Linked DNA regions of Mus musculus: region 1 is linked to region 2. Evidence: chromatin contacts called from public Hi-C data. All regions are on one chromosome and are shown on one strand. Each heading gives the region's core, a stretch centred on a gene start, on an enhancer-like site or on the middle of the called end of the contact. The rest is flanking DNA. Distances are from core to core; before and after follow the strand shown.

Region 1 (3,097 bases), core at 543-3,042, 180 kb before region 2:
GGTGGATCTATGTGAGTTTGAAACTAACCTGGTCTATATAGCAAGTTCCAGAACAGCCAAGCTACACACACACACACACACACACACACACACACACACACACACACACACAGCTCAGTGAGACCAGAAGAGGACATCCAATCTAAACCTGGCATTACAGGCAGGTGTAAGCTGCCTGAAGTGTGGGTTGGAAACCCAAAAGATGCTCTTAACCACTAAGCTATTTCTCCCACCTCAGCAAGGGTAGGCTTTAAGCTCTAAGAAGGGCCTCCATGGATCTCTCTGGCTGCTAGAACATCACCACAGATCTAGTGGCTCATGTTCTTGATCTTCTGTAGGTCAGACTTCATGGGTCTGACTGATCTAAGATCAGGCAGGGCTGATCCCTAGGGGAGAAGCTGCCCTCTTGACTTTTCCAGCTCCAGCCCCTTCCTTCGTCAAAGCCCGGAGTGTGTTGCCTTTCTCTGGGCTTAATCGTGTCTTTAGTCTTTCCCCTGAGATTCACCCTGGAAAGGTTTGTGTATTCTAAGTATTTATGAGACTCAGGAACGTTTTTTCTTTTTGTTAATTATTTATTGTCACCCATTTATTTATCTATTTATTTTAACTGTATTATGTTTGTGCATGTGTGTATGTGTGTGCTATGGCTTAAAAAAGGCTGCTTGGGACAGCATGATAGTTCAGTAGATAGGATACTTGGTGACAAACCTGACAAGTATTGTTGGAGCACACATGGTGGAAGGCACACATGCACTAATAAATACATGTCATTTTAAAATGTAAAGGGAGATTGGAATTCCAGGCCAGCATCAGCTACATGAGTTCAAGTTCAGTGTGAGCTACCTGAGACTGTGTCAAAAACAATATTGCTTTGAACGGAATCAATGCACGCATTTGCTTTATGGGATAACCTCTTCAGGTTCTGCGTTTACTAGCCAAGAGCATCCTGACCGGTGACAAGGTGACATAGGCTGAGGGGCTGAATGACGGGTGAGCTGTGGTAATGAGCAGCAGGAAAAAGTGGAAGGAGGACTCAACTCTCTTCCTCACACATCTGCAGATGACCAGGGAGGTTATGAGTCTTCCTGGACGTGGGATACACCTTCAGGAAGGGGTCTGTTCAAGGGGACCCCCACCACAACCAAGCCTGGATCCACAGTTACCACTAGCACCAGCAAGAGTCCCGGCCACCCCTTTCCAGCTCCAAGGGCCCGTGCAGGTGAGGCATGGGCAAAGAGGCCTGGGGAGTATGTGTCCTGGGGTACAGAGATGGGCTCCAAGCTCCTAGGGGTAACTACTTCTTACTTCAAAGATCAAGCAGAGAGACAGCCTCGAACTCACACACTTCCTCCTGCCTCTGACTCTAAAAGGCTGGGGTTGAAAGCATGGGCCACCACGCCTGACTAACTCACTTCTTTTCATTCAGTTTAGAACCCCAGCCCAAGCGATAGATATGGTTGTTTCTCCCTCCTCAATAAAATCTCTCTGTAAACTCCCATATAGACATGTTCAGACCTGTGTCCCCTGGGTGATTCCAAATCTTGTCAAGTTGACAGTGAACGTTAATTATCACATAGAGTCTCACTGTGGGTGTTTCCTAGGAGTCTTCTCGTATCCCAAAGCGTGTTCATCTTTCTGGTCCCCTGGGCTCTTTCTCCACTCTGTACTTGTAGGCATCTGTGTTCCCCGCATAGGCCACCAGGTGGCGGCAGGGACCTCGCAAGAGTTGAGGAGGAGGGGCACTAGGGCCTGGTGAAATCTGCCGGTGACCCATGATGTCACGAAGATCTTTGCCTTCCCATTGGTCTTCTCCTCAAGGGACTTTGCGGAATACGTAGATAGGGCAATAGGGCAGACTGACCTCTGACCGATCTGCCCCTCTTTTCTCCAACTCCAGGTTCACCAAGGAAGCCAACACCTGAGCGCCGGCCGCTGCCCACCTCAGCCACCACCTCATCTCCTGCTTCCTCCTCTTCACCAGAGCCTTCTGGCTCACGGCAGACCTCTGGCTCCTGGCCACAACTCATCCCAGACTCAAAGCAGGAGGGGACCTCTAGCTCCCCCAAACCATCTCTACTCACCCCAGGACTTCCCTCCCCAGCAACCTTTGCCTTGTCCACTCCTAATACCAGTTTGCTTCCAACACGTTCCCCAGAGCTTTCAGGCAGCCCAACACCCACCTCCCCTGAAGGGCTAACCTCTGCCTCCTCTATGCTATCAGAAGTGAGCAGGCTTTCTCCTACCTCAGAGCTGACTCCAGGACCTGATACAACACCAGCACCTGAAATAATCCCAGAAAGTTCTGACTCCTCAGACCTCCCCATGAACACCAGGACCCCCACACAGCCGTTTACAGCCTCTCACCCCACCAGCATCCCTCAACTCAACACAACTTCTTACCCCACCATTGCCCCTCAACCTACCACAAACCCTCAGCAACCCAGGAGCCCTCACCCCGCCACAAGTCCTCAACCTCCCACCAATACTCACCCTTCCTCAACCCCTGCCACCCCTACAGAGTCCCTTCCATCCTCCCGAAAGACAGAACTTTCCTCTCCCACTAAGCCTAGACTAAACTCAGAGTTGACCTTTGAGGAAGCCCCATCCACAGACGCATCCCAGACGCAGAACCTAGAGCTCTTTCTAGCCTCGGAGTCCGGCCCCTCCAGTCCCTCTCCAGCCTCAAACTTGGACCCACTACCCACAGATGCCTTCAAACCACCCAGAAGCCAGACCTTACACTCAGCTTCAGACCACCTCACTCAAGGGCCAACCCCTAATCACAACCCAGATCCTTTTGGGCCATGTGTGTCCCCATTACCACCAGTAAGGGTCATGGCTTGTGAGCCACCTGCCTTGGTGGAGCTGGTAGGTGCTGTGAGGGAGGTGGGTGACCAGCTGCAGAGACTGACCTGGGTCCTGGAGCAGGACCGGCAGGAGCGCCAAGTCCTGGCACTGGGCCTAGCCCAGTTGGTAGAGGCTGCTCAGGGGTTGGGGCAGCTGAGTGAGACTGTAAAGAGGCTAGCAGAGGTGGCCTGGCCCCCCAGCACTCCTGTGCCCATGACCACCACCACAGAGGAGGAGGAGAGGCCTCTGA
Region 2 (2,921 bases), core at 24-2,523:
GATTAAAGGCATTTAATTAAAGGCACCACCACTCCCGGCTTATCAGATTGCTTTATATTGCCTTTGCTATGTTTGGTATGTCTTTTGTATCCCTAGGCTCTCAAGGAGTTTTATGATAAAGAGGTGTTGGATTTTGTCAAAGGCCCTTTGTGCATCTAAAGATATGATCATGTTTTTTTTCCCCTTTTAATTTGTTTATGTGATAGATTACATTTGCTGATTTTATTTTTCTCTTTTTTAGAAGATATTTAGAAGATATTTCAAATATGAAATACAACTTTATTCTGATTCTAAATGAAAGAGTGGGAATGACAGTTACAAACAAGATTTCACCACTGACTATTGTGATGCTACGGTAGCAGTCTTATCTTTGAAATCCAGAACAACTCTGTTCCAGGGGGCTAAATACGCAAGTCCAAAAAAATGAAGGTGTATTTTAACTGCCACATTCACTCCGAAGCCCATTCATCTCCTTCAGCATCCCAATGAATTGCACGATCTCCTTTAGCTAAATAAGGTGGCACACACACTGCACCGCTGGCTGGCATCACAGGACAGTTGCCTAAAATAGACTTCTGACGCAGGGCTCCAGCTTCACTTTCTCACAGGTCATCTTCCTCATCTGGGAGAGCAGTCGTCTGAGCAACCTCTAAATCATGCTCGTACTGTGCTGCCAAAGCTGGGTCCATGACTACCTCAGGTGGGGCAAGAGCAGGCATGGCAACGAACTCCAAGTTAGGATCTCCAATGAGCTTTCTGGCAAGCCAGAAGAAAGGCTTTTCAAAGTTGTAGTTACTTCTGGCAGAAATGTCATAGTACTGAAGATTCTTCTTTCGGTGGAAGAGAATAGGTTTTGCCTTCACTTTCATGTCTTTAACATCCACTTTGTTGCCACACAATACAATGGGGATGTTTTCACACACACGCACTAGATCTTTATGCCAGCTAGGCACATTCTTGTAAGTAACTCTTGATGTTACGTCAAACATTATAATGGCACACTGGGCTTGGATGTAGTAGCCATCGCGCAGCCCCCCGAACTTCTCCTGACCGGCTGTGTCCCACACATTGAACTTGATAGGTCCTCTGTTGGTATGGAAGACTAATGTGTGCACCTCCACGCCCAGGGTGGCTACATACTCCTTCTCAAACTCTCCGGTCAAGTGGCGCTTCATGAATGTCGTCTTTCCGGTGCCGCCGTCGCCCACCAGGACGACCTTGAACTGGACCTGCGGCTCTCCCTGGGCGGCCATCGCGGCGATCCTGCCGGAGAGAGCGGCTGCTGCACGTGCGCCCTCTAAAGGCAGCGGCCGGGAAGAGCGCGCGGGAAGGCAGACTCTGTACCAGACTGTGGGGGAAGGGAAGCTGGGCACCGCCCGCCGCTGCGGTGCCCACCCGAAGGACAACCAACCCTCGTGTTGCGCTCTGCCGGGTCCTTCCAGCTACCTTCCAGGACTGATTTTCACTTACTGAACCATCTCTGCATTTCTTGGATGAAGCCTACTGAATTGTACCGAATCAAGGATTCATGACAGGGACACAGAGGAAGGCAGCTTGGCTCAGTGAACTGCCTGCCATCCTGAACAGATCTGTTAGATCTGAACTTTTCTGACAAAACTCCTTTTGCCTAAGCAACGGGCTGCACAATTTGTTTTTAGAGACAAAGGAAAAAAAAAAGGCGATCTTATGTCAAATATAAAAGAAATATAGAGCCGGGTGTGGTGGCGCACACTTTTAATTCTAGCACTCAGGAGGCAGAGGCAGGCGGATTTCTGAGTTCGAAGCCAGCCTGGTCTACAAAGTGAGTTCCAGGACAGCCAGGGCTATACAGAGAACCCTGTTTCGAAAAACCAAAAAAAAAAAAAAAAAAAAAAAGTATATATATATATATATATATATATATATATATATATATATATATGTGTGTGAAGGAATGGAAGAATTAAATGAGAGTCAGAGATTGAACTCTTGTAGAAAGCCAAGCTTGATATCATAGGTAGTAGGAAATTTTTTTTTTTTTTCAGTTACTGAAGCACTTTAATTTCTTTACACAATGACGTGTTGCTGGGGCCTAATGTTCTCACTGAACAGTAGAAAACCAAAATTTGTCATTTCTTAAAGAATTGAGTACAACAAAACCTTACATAAATTAAAGAATGAATACATTTACAGGTGTCGATGCAAACGTTCCCAACTCAAGGCAACTAACAACCGATGGTGGTCAGGAGGGAAGAAACCAGAACGGAAACTGGGTCCTAAGGCTCGGACTTTCCCACCCTGTTAGACTGGCAAGAAGGAGTGGTAACTGGTTCAGGAGCCCTTGCCAGCCTCGGGAAATCCTGGAAGTCTGCTGTTGGTTAATACCCTGCACAGATCACTCCGTGGTGCTCACAGAGATCCACCAGGCTGGGCCTTTCTCTTCCACTGCGTGTTCTCCCCAGCCCCAAGTGACCGAGCCACATGAACTAAGGACTGAATCAAGATATGCACAGGGTGTTAAACATATACCAAGGGAGCAGTTAACTTGAATACAAGGTCAAAAATCAGCAAGTTCTATGATCCAGTGCTGATATCAGATACACGCTTCAAGGACAAATTTCTTTTCAAAGGCTTATTCCAGTTTCATGAGGCTAGCATGAGGTGTGTACATTTGCCAGGGCAAATCGATACTTCAATACCAGCTCATGCAGCAGATGCCTGGCACCTGCTCAGTCCATCTAGAAGCATTTGCAGTGGACGATGGGCCCGACTCATCATACTCCTGCTTGCTGATCCACATCTGCTGGAAGGTGGACAGTGAGGTAGGATGGAGCCGCAGGTCCAGACTGAGTACTTGCGCTCAGGGGGAGCAATGATCTTAATCTTCATTGTGCTGGGTGCTAGGGCTGTGATCTCCTTCTACATCCTGTCAGCAATGCCTG

The links. Hi-C and Micro-C count contacts between places; a contact is called where the count stands out from the background.
Region 1: a contact with region 2 is called in a Hi-C map of Th1 cells, with 4 times the contacts expected there. The contact joins the enhancer-like site here to the promoter of Rasl2-9 in region 2. A contact is called at or near these places in 2 of 39 promoter capture datasets (hematopoietic stem and progenitor cells and neutrophils), 14 of 484 Hi-C or Micro-C datasets (B cells, CD4 T cells, CD8 T cells and 10 more), 3 of 115 datasets of contacts at active chromatin or transcription factors (bone marrow-derived dendritic cells and microglia) and 2 of 9 other capture datasets (adipose tissue and liver).

What each region holds. Positions count from the first base shown.
Region 1 is chr7:4,941,654-4,944,750 of GRCm38.p6, forward strand. It overlaps Ssc5d (scavenger receptor cysteine rich family, 5 domains), which reads left to right. Exons shown (of 14, transcript NM_173008.3): 13 at 1,061-1,219; 14 at 1,898-3,097. Among named protein-coding and RNA genes, the nearest start is that of Ssc5d, 17 kb to the left of the region's middle. Within about 2 kb of position 1,793, at least 64 of the 459 cell types and tissues checked have an H3K27ac peak or open chromatin away from gene starts, as enhancers often do. A contact at or near this core is called in B cells, CD8 T cells, Th1 cells and 1 more, where this site is marked.
Region 2 is chr7:5,124,677-5,127,597 of GRCm38.p6, forward strand. Rasl2-9 (RAS-like, family 2, locus 9) reads right to left here and starts at 1,274. Exons shown (of 1, transcript NM_009028.2): 1 at 266-1,274. The coding sequence starts at 1,253. The coding sequence ends at 603.